2 separate regions of the Danio rerio genome follow, and region 1 is linked to region 2. Evidence: chromatin contacts called from public Hi-C data. All regions are on one chromosome and are shown on one strand. Each heading gives the region's core, a stretch centred on a gene start, on an enhancer-like site or on the middle of the called end of the contact. The rest is flanking DNA. Distances are from core to core; before and after follow the strand shown. Region 1 holds the start of chp2 (calcineurin-like EF-hand protein 2). Region 2 holds the start of med13b (mediator complex subunit 13b).

Evidence for each region. Hi-C and Micro-C count contacts between places; a contact is called where the count stands out from the background.
Region 1: a contact with region 2 is called in a Hi-C map of hematopoietic stem cells, with 5 times the contacts expected there. The contact joins the promoter of chp2 here to the promoter of med13b in region 2. A contact is called at or near these places in 2 of 18 Hi-C or Micro-C datasets (caudal fin and hematopoietic stem cells).

Annotation. Positions count from the first base shown.
Region 1 is chr15:22,897,694-22,904,225 of GRCz12tu, forward strand. It overlaps chp2 (calcineurin-like EF-hand protein 2), which reads right to left and starts at 5,228. Exons shown (of 7, transcript NM_199836.2): 1 at 4,969-5,228; 2 at 4,418-4,490; 3 at 4,252-4,332; 4 at 782-906; 5 at 513-574; 6 at 323-445; 7 at 1-224. The coding sequence starts at 5,038. The coding sequence ends at 171.
Region 2 is chr15:22,577,947-22,584,582 of GRCz12tu, forward strand. med13b (mediator complex subunit 13b) reads right to left here and starts at 2,792. Exons shown (of 30, transcript NM_001083838.2): 1 at 2,164-2,792. The coding sequence starts at 2,232.

The sequences.
Region 1 (6,532 bases), core at 3,978-6,477, 320 kb after region 2:
CTCCTAACTGCTCCAATCCTCTGAATATTGTAAATCTATGTGCAGTTTTTGCCAGTCATTATCAGTGCATTAAATTCCTGTTCGACAGAAAAGACTGTCCTGTGCAAATAGGATATTTCTGCCATTTACTGAGAACCAGAGCCATAGAAAGTTGTTGAAGCTTTTCCAGTCTAGCGCAAGAAGCGAATGCTCATCTTGTGATCAATGTTGACCTTCTCTAGAGACTGAAATGCAAAAATAAAGAAGTATTACCAATCGCATTCCACTAACAGTACATCAGATAGAAAATAAAACCCCCTGAATGCAGAATTCTGGGTGATACCTTGCGAAACTCCTCAAAAGATATAGCATCATCGCGGTCTAGATCTGCTTCCTGTATCGTTCGGTCTGCAATGCTCTCCAGCTGTTCCTCGGTCACCTGCAGTCCCAGCATGTCCCGCAGAACCTGTGCCAGATCTGCGGTCAGTTATGTTTATTTGAGCAGAACATCTCACAATATCAAAACTACTGACCTTTAAAAGCTCATCCCTGGAAATCTTGCCATCCTTGTCCTGGTCATACAGCTGAAACGCAACTGCAAGATGAGATTTAAAGGAATGAGGAAAATTCTGATCATTTCAAAGCCATTTATTTATTCCGAGAAGAACAGAGTAATAGCAGGATGTTGTGCAGACAGATGGTCGTTATCATAACATAAATCCTTTTAGGATGATAAATGTGCTTTATTCTGTGATGAGGACCATCTGAATGTACGTTTTCTATCCGGTAAAGGCAAACATACATTTGAGTTTGTTGCTCCTGCTGTTGATAGGTTCAGGAGAATTGGGCTCTTTGGGTCGATCCTTGTCAACGGGCCGGAAATGAGCCAGGATCTTTACAAAAGTGTGAAAATCCACCGTGTCCTTTCTGAAAAGGTAACATCACTATTAAAGACTACGATTATTAAGAATGACTCGATGAAACCAGTATTTTTCAGATCGTTATGTCATCATATTGTCAAAAAAAGACCTAGATGGCCTATCTGACCAAAATGCAAATTTTTTTGTATTATTATATATTTTTTTTTGGTTTTTATTAGTTGTTCAGGTATGATGCAACCCAAAATAACAACGATTTTCAAGTGATATAATGCAAGTCAACAGCTTTGGTTTTGAAGTGTCAAAAAAATAACATACAAACACCACAAAAAGAATTCTGGCTCTGGCTCATGCATTGATGTCTAAGGTCACAAAAATGATTGAGTTGTGCAAAAAAAAAAAGAACATTATTTAAAACATTACTATCCTTTAATCCACAACTTTTACAATATTGAGTTATTCCCTAAAAAGTAACAAGTTGCGTAACTTAGATACTTTTTAATGGAAAGTAATGTTTTACGTTACTTTTGCATTACTTTTTATTACCTGGCTGAGGCTTGATCTCTTTCAGAACTTGTTTTTTTTTCTTTCTTTTTTTAATAGAGGAGCTCTGCAATTAATAACAAACTGTATAACCTATATCTACATTTACCAGGGTGTCTGCAGGGTCTTTAAAAGTCTTACATCTCAAAAGATAAAGTTTAGGCTTAAAAAGTCTTAAATCTACTGAAACGTTGTGTTTTAGGTCTTATTTTTTTATTTCTTTATTTTTTACAGGTCTTAATTTTCCTTTGTTCATGTATAGCTACGCAATCTGACCATTAACACCCATACAATCACCAACAATACATATCAATAAAACTTTTAACTTTTTATTAAAAATAGCATTTAATTACTTTCCTTATAGTAACATTAGCTTACAAGTTCTTCATTTATTTACTGTTGAGGATACTGACCTGACCTATTTTTTTTGCTATTAAATTATTATATTGTAGACTGAAGTAATTGACAGCAATTCTTTTTTATATTTTTGGTAAGGGTTATTGGGTTTTTGAATGGATGTATATGAAGATTAATAAAAAAATATTCAAATTAAATTATTGTTATTAAATGTAATATTTTGTAATATTTTTGACTGGGCAAGTGAAAATCTTTTCTAACTGGAATATTTGAAAACAAATCCTTAACTTTCATTCATAGTCCATTTCATGGTCTTAAAAAATTCTTAAATTTAACTTTTAAACCCTGTTTAAAAAAAGCATTAAAAATATATTTTAGGATAATGTTATCTGAGAACTTCTTGACCCCAAAGCAATGCCGTATATACAGATTGTTGAAAGTTTAAAGCAATGTGTTCGATACTAACTTGTCTTAAGTAAAGTCACTGTCCATGGAGACTATAATCCTCTTTTTCTTCCATGTGTTCAAAATAATGAACATTCTCTCATTGACTGCATGATTCATTGTGACTACTTTAATTTTAATTCAGCAGTTCATTTTTTAAAGCTAACTAAAAAACCTCACGTTACATTTTCAAAAAAGTGACTCAAATATTATTACTTTTTTTTTTAAAGTTATGCGTCCTTTTACTTGTTTCTTTAAAAAGTAATGTTATTACATAACTCGCATTACTTGCATTACCCAAACACTGGCAAAAACTATCCCAGAGTCCCATGCAGTCTCAAATGTTATACCATTACAGAGGTAGTACACCAGAAAATGTAATTGTCTAAACTCTCAATGTTTATCTACTCACCCTACACTTGTTCAAAACCTGTTTGAGTTTCTGACTTCTGTAAAACATGGAAGAAGATATTTTGAAATGCCCTGAAAAATTACTTTACACACTAATTTAGTAGGCATGGAGCGCGGTTAGCTTGTCATTTCATCAGAATCTAATGCATCACTTTTAGGTACAACTTTTTACTACGTTCTGATACCACTATTAGGCTTGACTGCAATCAAACCGCTTATGTGTTGCAAATGTTTTAATGTTTTGTTCCGTAATCTCAGTCAACCATGCTAGAATATAAACATCATTGGGTGGAAATGCTTTGACCATTATAGAATTCAGTGGAGATAATGACAGGAAAAGCACTGTCCCATAAGCTGACAAGATTGTACTGCATTTCTGAGTCTTTGGTGCTTTATAGTACTGATATAGACGCAAGGTCTGCACTTTAAAGGTTCAGGACACCCTGGAGAACTTTTTTTTTATATTAACAGATGTGTGTGTGTTGAGCATCAGTTAAGACAATGTTAGCACCTGTCAGCTTTAATTGTGGGGAAAACTGGATAATTTTGAGCTTTTGTCAGCTAATTTCAGCTTTCGGGTTTAAAAGGATTTTTGGGGCGGGATCAAAATCGGCGACGTAGCACAGTACTGCAAGTGCAATGATGACGCGTCGGTTTCTCATTATTATTCATAGCGGAGTTTTCTTATCCTATGAGAAGAGCCGGCTGCTTAATTATTCATGATAGCATGTGCTTTCCGAAGGCAGACCTGCCAGTTTTAAGCAAGCTGAGACACACAGACCAGCGGCACGCAGTAGCCGTTCATGAAGGCTCGTATGTGTTTGTTTTCATGATCCACGGGGTTTGTTGCATGTTTTTTCCCCGCGCTCTTGTCAGGGCCGATCATACAGCAAAGCTGTGTGTGTGCTGCAAGCATTTTTGTCGGGAGAGCAGCACGAGAATTGAAGAATGGCGGACGTTGATATTTATCAGGAGTTCGTTCACATTCAGACACATTGCCATGCTGCTGTGTTTGCCTAAATCCTCTATATTACCAGCAGGGCTAATGGGTAAAATAGGCAGGTCAGGAGACCTGCTGCACTGAGTCTGCATTCAAGATCTATAATTTAGACACGGCGATCGAGGGGTAATCCTCATTTATAGTGTTTACAAGAACACAATTATCTTTAAAATTATATAAACTGTGGTTATGTGTATATGAAATTACGAACAACAAATGTAGCAGGGCATTAAATTAGCTACTGTTTATTTCTTTGCATTTTAACTTTGTGAACTATAAACTCATGCGTCTCCTCACGGTTTGTGTCTCATTTTGTGAGTTAACTGTCAACAACAGTTATTCGCTCCCCTTCTTCCCTGCTGGCCACGCCCACTCCTGCCCTATGCTCGCGGAGCTCCACGCCCATTATTTATGCATCATCTTTTGAAAAAATTCTGAAGTAGACTTTAACCGAAAGTGGGGGGTGTCATGGCCCTTTAAAAACACCAGCTAAATAAATGAACTATATTAAACACTTGATTTTCACCACATTTGACTTTAAATTAATAATTCATAGAGAATTCAATCAAACATGCAAGTCTTCAATATGTAATCATTTTCACCTCCTTTCTCTCTCATTTTTTAAAGGTTTGTTTTTACCCTGGGGAGAAGAAGGCATCTATTATTCTGTCTCCTATGGGGTTCATTGCCAGCTCCTTTATGGCTCCAAAATCCTGTGGACTATTTGAGAATAAAACAACATATGAGCAGGTAATGTTTAATTATTAAACATGCTAACAGTGTAAGGCATGCATTAGAAACTCACCAGAGATGGCCTCGTCGTTCTTTATCCAGAGCTTCAAAGCGTTCATACAGGCGAATAATGTGGGCAGGCGAAACTGGAAAAATAAAAATCGCAGCATATTAGAAACCTGTTTCACTGAAACATCCATGACTCAACAAATACAACATGAGCTTATCAAGAATGATGGACCGTACACTGAACTGACCATTTAATCAGTTATAATGAAATAAATTGCAGTTGTATTTCATGCAGTTCATTAATGAAGTCTAGTGCAGTTTGATATTTTTAATATATCTGCATATAACGTTACACATATAAACTTAGGTATGTACTTTCTGCGCAACGACCAGTGTGTATTTGTGTGTTAGTTTGCAAACTTTAGGACAATTTCTCCTCATGCACTCGAATTTCCCCTCACAAATGCGACATGCTGTTATCCTTGCGCTCATGAAAGTTACACATATAAACGGCAACACGTGCAGTGCTTAACGTCATTTCACATCGTTGTTTACTGGTTCATGCGCGACAACAACAAAGTCAGCGATAAAGCACATGTGTTAAATGTCACTCACAGCCCGTTTCTTGCATCAACTCGTCGACGTTTGGGATTTTTTTTAATAGGGTGGAGCTCGACGAACCCATTTTATTTATTTATTCATCGACCACTTCCAAACATTTAGCCCATATCCAGAGAACTGAGAGCAGAAATGCGTAGAAACTAAGGAGTTTGGAGATGTTGGAAGACTTGAAGTTGCAAGTTGTTCGTACACGCCGTTGTTGTTTCTTGTGACTGCTCAGATTATAACCAACTCACGTTCTGTGTACACAGTTTACTACGCCCACCACACAGAAGAAATTTGATTCTTTTGAGTCGGATCTTTTGAATGAATCAAGTGATTCATTTATGAAATGCACTGATTCCGTGAATTTACAGTTCGAACGTCAGACTCTTAATGACCCAAAATGCTTTTACCAAAATATTTTACGACCTGACCTGATCTTAACATTTTCGAAAAAAAAAGGTTTAAATAAAAGATGTAAGACTGCATATTGTACATCAAAATCATACAGAGCATTATAAATGTGTCAAAGATAAAATATGTTTTTCAGGGACAAAATAATATAATTAGCCTATATACAATAACAACTAATATAAAATTATGGAAAATCAACAATTTCGTTTATTAATGAGTACAAAGTTCAGCTCAGCGTCTACGTGATGACGTAATCACGTGACGTATGAAGTGAATCATTGAACCATTTTATGAGCCGGTTATACGAAACTGTTCAAAAGAACCGATTAGCTGTATTGAGTCGGACTTTCCATTACTGCTCACAATGGCGCTCGAATGAATTATCGAAATTGTTTATTCATAATAATAACACTTAATATATAATCAATGTTTTGTTAGTAGTTGTTTTTGGTGTGTGTGTGTGTGTGTGTGTGTGTGTGTGTGTGTGTGTGTGTGTGTGTGTGTGTATGTATGTGTGTCTGTTTGAGAGCGCGCATACCGCAACATGGCTGTAATAGTGTGACTCCTCCGCATATTTATAAAGAATTTGTGTGGACAGAATGCATCTGGTTGCTTTTTTTTAACGCACTCGATGTGTGGCCTTTTGCCTTTTAATACACTGGATGGCGCCAGAGTCTTTCACATATCAGAAATATCCATCAACACAGTTATTTATTGTTTGTTGCTAAACGTTTACATCACAAAACAGGGAACAATCAACATCGCAAGTCATGTTTACTATTAAAATAAAATAAATTAAAACAAAAAGCAAGGAGCAGTGTATTCTGAAAATGAAGTACAGAGAGCTTCAGTTATTTTACTTTGGTTTCTGAAGTATTTGAAGCTTTGAGCCACTTTCCCAACCTCAAACATCTAAAAGAGGGCCTGCACTTTTTCCATTTACAATAATGAATATGATATTTACCCATTAGTAAAATAAAGTTCACAACATCAGAGGAAGAAAAATGTGAATCACATTTGTAAAATGAAATATCTTCTAGAACAACAGAGGGGACTGATCATATTTAATGAAAGCAAAGTATTTATATCAAACCAGAATTTAAAAGTAAATTCACAAGAAAAAAGTAAGGGTTTCTGGAAGATTTGAGCAGAAGCTACACTT
Region 2 (6,636 bases), core at 1,542-4,041:
ATGAATTCTTAGTTCACAGATTAATCTACAACTATGAATTGAAGAAACCATCATAAGTGTAAATAGGAAAATGAGTCGTACATTTTTGCACATTATGCATGCAAAGTTCAACCTACTTTACTATTTAACCAATGCAGGTATTTAGTTCATGACAGACAAAACAGAGCACAAACTATGCTAAATTGTCTAGTATCATCTGTTGTTGTTGTTGTTAAGTTCATAGACAGTTTAAATCAGGATGTAACAACCTAATGACAGGCAATACCTCAACTGTTTACACTTTAATAACAAACTATCCTTAAACTAGCAGATATTGCCATACACAGTAGATTACAGTACATTAAGACAGATTTTGCATTACAAGTATTCTGAAATGACAGAGTTGTGCAAATAAAGTTTATATGCATAAATGAACTTGTATGAAATCATTTTAAAACAAAAATCTGAACAAAGTCAGCTTAAAATTCCTGCTTCTTTTTGGTGATGCATCAGTGCTATATGATCAAATACATACTTTTTAAAATCAGAACTTTTACATCACTTGCTTGTCCAACAATAAATGTTAGTTCTAATAATATTCTTATTTAACTAAGGGAAATCATGTTACAATTTCTCACAAAGATGCAAATGTGTACATATTTCAGTTTCTTGATATTGCTGTAAATCAGAGGTGCCCAAACTTTTTCTTATGAAGGGTCGAAATCCAAACTTTATTAGTGGGCCAAAGGTAAATATAGATGCCATGGGTAATTTCCTAATTAATGTAACAATATTTGAAAAAAAAAAAAAAAAACATTGCTTTATATTAACTAGTACAGTTTATACTGTATATATGAACTTATTACAGTAAAAACTAAAAAAATCTAATTTATAAAAGAATGGAGTTACACTAGTTTATGCCTTGATTTGCTCGCCGATGCATTCTTCATGGCCCTCTATTCATCGTGTGACAGTATTTACATTTTAAAAACTTAGATTCATTTACATTTAATTTAAACATTTATTTCCAGTTTACTTGAAAAAGGCCAAGCAATAAAACAAACAAAAAGAGTTATGTTAAATTAGGGCTGGGCGATAAAATTATTATTTATCGACCGAACACCACTGTCAATATTGATAAAATAAGGATGGTATGAAGTTTTGTTATGAAGCGCTACATTTTTATTAAAATGTAGCTGACTAAGCATGTGACACGGACATGTTGTGATCATTTTATTGCAATATCGTCCATCTCTTCATCAAATTAGAAAATGAGGATCTCTAATAATGGCATTGCCCCAACCCTCTCTATCATTCTCAGATGGAATGGTGGGCCAAATCAAAGGTTAGCTTTGGCCCGCAGGTCATACATTGAGCATCTGTGCTTTAAATCATGTTATTGTGAATACTATATTTTTCTTGTAAAAAAATATTAACACTTTTTCAAATTAAATTTGACTTGTAAACAAGTGATGAAACACATGATCAAAACATGCAAACAACATCACGTAAATATTTACCTTTTATGTCATAATTTTATTTACAAATTTATATTTTTACCACTCCATAAGCAAACCAAGAAATATATATATATATATATATATATATATATATATATATATATAAAAATCTGGCTACTATAGACTATATAAATAAATCTCTCTCTCAAAGCTATAAAAAGGATAAGAATATAATTGGGAAAGTTTAGTCATTGCAAGTGCTACTGAACTAAAAAATCCAGACTCCTTCTAAGAGGAAAATGTTTTGTAGATGAGAACTAAAAGACACTTGCGACGAGATAAACACTGAAAAGTAGTGGTTATGAAAGAAATCTCAAAATAACCAATTGTTATGCTTGCAGCGTCTTGATTTTGCACTGCTGCTGTTGTACATCATCACTTTCCCTGAAGCTGTTTTTCCACTTCAGAGATACTTCATGCCAACTACTTGTTCCAGTCAGTAAGTTCAGCAAGTGTTTACCAACGTTAGCAAACACGACCCAAATAACACAACAAAGCCGCATCCCACACGCAAACCTCCGTTTACACAACACCATAACACACCTGAACGCCTAACATACGTTTATAAAGCGGGTGTTTAGTTCGTATAAAGAGCAACAGGCCTCTGTTTGATTGACTGGCCGGCTAAAAATGGCTTCTGGCCCACAGTCAGTTGATCTCTTACCAGACAGAATAGATTGGAGTGGCAGTCCTCCAGGCTCGCCCCGTTGGGTACAAAACAAGAACTCATCATCAAAGCGCAGTCCGGCGAGCCATCCTCTCTTTCAGATCCCAGGAACAGATGATGCGATCGAGGCTTTTGGACCGGGTCTCCGTGTCTCGGACACAATCAGCAGGACGGCTCCGCGTCCAGCGAGCTAATTAGCTTAGCTCCGCTATTATTCCGCTAGAGGTTACTCGCTTACGTTACCAAGAAAAATGCGCTAAAAACTTTACCATGATCCGCGGCGAGATATGCTGTTCTCCCCGCGGATTTCGCTACATTAAATAATATGCAAGTACAGCAGTCCGAGGGGGTAGGGAGGTGAATTCAGCCCTCCCCCTTTAGCTTAGCCTAGCATCAGGCTAGCTGGATGTTAGCCTTGGCTAAGCGAGGCAGCAACAAACAGTTCAAGACAGAAGAGTTCAGCTGTAAATCTCGCTAAAATCACACTCTCCTCTTCAGGTCGTTGTCGGGCTGTCGTTGACGGCCATTCGCGAAGAAGTTGGTGATAAAAAGTGTAGCGTCGTGGATTAAAAAGCGCAGTTAAAAGAGGCTGTGCCGTGCAGCGCTCAGCTGTGTCTCACTGGTTTGTTTGAATACATTGGTCGCATCCTTTAATGGCGGCCACAGGGACACAACTCCACTACACTCGACTCCAGGCTGCTCTACTCTACTCTACTCGCCTGCGATTGGCAGCGCCGCGACTCGCGAGAGGAAAGAGTCGATGCTGGATTCCACAAAGATCCAAAAGAGTCGACTCATCACCAACAGAGCTGTCAAATCACTCCTTTTAGGGAAATAGATCTGTCTAACGCTGACCAAACATGTATACTTATTTAATGCTTAAAAGCAGTGTTGGGTAAACAAAAGATTATATATATATATATATATATATATATATATATATATATATATATATATATATATATATATATATATATATATATATATATATATATATATATATATATATATATATAGAGGGATGAATTATTTTTACCTTACAATATATTATAGCAATAACAATATATATATATATATATATATATATATATATATATATATATATATATATATATATATATATATATATATATATATATATATATATATATATATAAATATATATATTGCATTTTCAATCTAAAAAATAACTTACTTAGAAATAAGTTAACACATACTTTAACATTTCACATACTTAAAAATTAACTAAGTAACGCAAAGTAACCCAATATATATTGTTATATTGTTATATATATTGACTTGGGTGGAAAGAGGCAGTAAAATATTATTATAATTTTCAAAATTTCAATAGATCAAAAAAACAATGTGGTGATGAATAAATTCATATTAAATAAATACAAAGTTTAACCCTTTGATGCACAAGCTATGAAAACCCCTAAAAAAACTATCTAAAATTTTAGGTTATTTTATGCTTGGCTGAACTTCTTTTTTTACTTTTTAAATCAGTTTATTTCAGCATTAAATATTTCACAAGTATTAAAAATATCTTTTATTTCAGCGACCACAAATGAATACTCACATTTTTTGTGTTTGTTGATCAAGTTTACATACATCAGTCAAACATAATCCGTCTGTGCAATTGTGATAAGACAAATTTAATATTAATTATTTTAAAATGTATTAATTTGTTAAAAATATCATCACTGATAACCGATGACATACTAATTCATAACTGTATGAATTGGAGTGAAATGTATTTTTATACTTGAAAAACACGAGAACACCCCTCACAGAGCTCCCCTTTAAATGAATATTTTCTATAAGATGCTTTACAATAAAATACAATGAATGAGTACCAAAGCCGAAACTGGACCCAGTCTAACTAAAAAAAAAAAACTTGTAATAGACAGGAAAAATCAAGAGAAACATTAAATATAATTGTTTGCATTTTTTTTTGCAACAACTCATTTGAATTTAAATTAATTATTCTTGAATTCCTTAATAAATTACTAAACTCGAAATAAATGTAACTCTTCCATTTAAATGCAGCTCAAAGATATGTTCACTGAGATATTGACAAAAAGATGCATTTTCAAAAGCTGGTGATCTTATTTATGCTGAGCTCTGTAATGTAACAACATAAACTACACATTTATTAAAAACATTGCCTTTACAATATTATTTGATAACATTTTCACAATCATTTCTTATTTTCTTTCTTTTTGTTTTTTCTTTCTTTCTTTCTTTCTTTCTTTCTTTCTTTCTTTCTTTCTTTCTTTCTTTCTTTCTTTCTTTCTTTCTTTCTTTCTTTCTTTCTTTCTTTCTTTCTTTTTATGGAGGTGTCCATAATCCTGGACCAGGCCTTATCCTGAGCAGATGGTATTGATCCCGTGGTCCAGCCTGAACATCTTCCAGGGACCTACTCATACCTGTAGTTCTCCACAATGGATGTCCAGCGCTCTTCAACCTCCAGCGCCTAGATTGCAGCTCTGTTCAAGAATTTAAAATCTTGAAATGGTCATGCCGAGCAGAGCCTGGTCTCCCTTAAGGTTTTTTTCCTTTACTCTCATCAATTGGTGAATTATGTTTCTCGTCACTGTCACCACTGGCTTGCTTGGTTTGGGACTTGCAGAGCTGCGCAGCGTTGGATTTGCTCCTCAATGTTTGGACTTTCAGCAGTGAGAATTAAACCACACTGAACAGAACTAAACTGAACTTCAACTCTGAAAACTGGACTGACACTGTTTCAATTTACTAGAACTTCTGTGTTCAGCTGCTTTAACACAATCTACATTGTAAAATCGCAGTACAAATAAACATTAATTAAATAAAATTTCTTTCTTTCTAAAACAAAAGAATGACAACTTTTCAAAATTTAAATAACTTTATTGACAAACTGCATAACCAAAGCATTCAAAAGCACAAAGTTTTGCACCATATACATGCACTATATGCACTACAGAAATATAATAGATTTTGTTTTTATTAATATCTGCAACATTTTGGTGGTCTTTCTAGTCTCACTCGTTATACCAGCTTCTGGAAATATTGAAATGGTGAGCTGTGAGCTTAAGCTAATCTTTCTGAATCATTAATAAGAAAAGCTAGAAGAGAAATGCCATGACACTGACATTAAAATAATAACAACGCTTGACTGCAAATGATGAATGAAAAAACAAACTCATCATCACAAGGCAATATGGCATCTGTATCAACTGTTGTTGAAAACCTGTGGTAAATATGGGGAAAATTACATTTTACAAATTGACAACAACTGAACAGTAAAGCACTTTCTGGCTGTTTTGCTGAAATGTGAGACTTGAATAAAGAAGTTTATTGTTTTATAGAGTGTATTATTATCACAGCCCTTAAGGGTTCATTAAGGTGCCCCATTCCCACGTTTCCCCCTGCTGTGTATTTGACAAGCTAAAAGAGCTGTTGTGTGTTTAATTAGGTGCAGCAAGACATTGACAACCTTCTTTCTCTTAAATACACAAGACACTCAGTGCTGAAGTGAGAAGAAGGATAACGGTGTGCTATAAACATAGTATTTGTAAAAGAAAGTTTTCATTAAAACAATAAAAGCGTATTGCTGCTTTATTTTTTCTTTGTGCATTATAATGTGTAGAAACAAAATCAATTAAAAATTAAAAATGACAAAAAGTGACAGTTCATTATATTTGGGGACTGTAATAAATGCAGTCTATGAGCATTCATTCATTCATTTTCTTGTCAGCTTAGTATCTTTATTAATTCAGCGGAATGAACCGCCAACTTATCCAGCACGTTTTTATGCAGCGGAAGCCCTTCCAGCCGCAACCCATCTCTGGGAAACTTCCACACACATTCGCATTCACATACACTTCGGATAATTTAGCCTATACCCAATTCACTGGTACTGGTACTGCATGTACTCGCAACAATATTATTTGATAATAATATTCCACGCAAACTCAACGAGAACATGCAGACTCCACACAGAAACGCCAACTAACCCAGCCGAGGCTCGAACCAGTGACCTTCTTGCTGTGAGGCAACAGCACTACCTACTGCACCACTGCGTCACCAGTCTATGAACAGTACAACCTATATCAACCTATATAAATTTTAATAATAATAATAATAATAATACTAAAAAAAACTTTTTTTTAAATTGTATACTTATAAATTACTTATATATTACTTATACTTATATATATATTATAAGTATATTATATTATATTACTTATATAATATATTATTATATTTATATATATATATATATATATATATATATATACACATACATATATATACATATATATATAAATATATATATATATATATATATATATATATATATATATATATATATATATATATATATATATATATATATATATATATATATAAATAAATATATATATACATATATATATATATATATATATATATATATATATATATATATATATATATATATATATATAT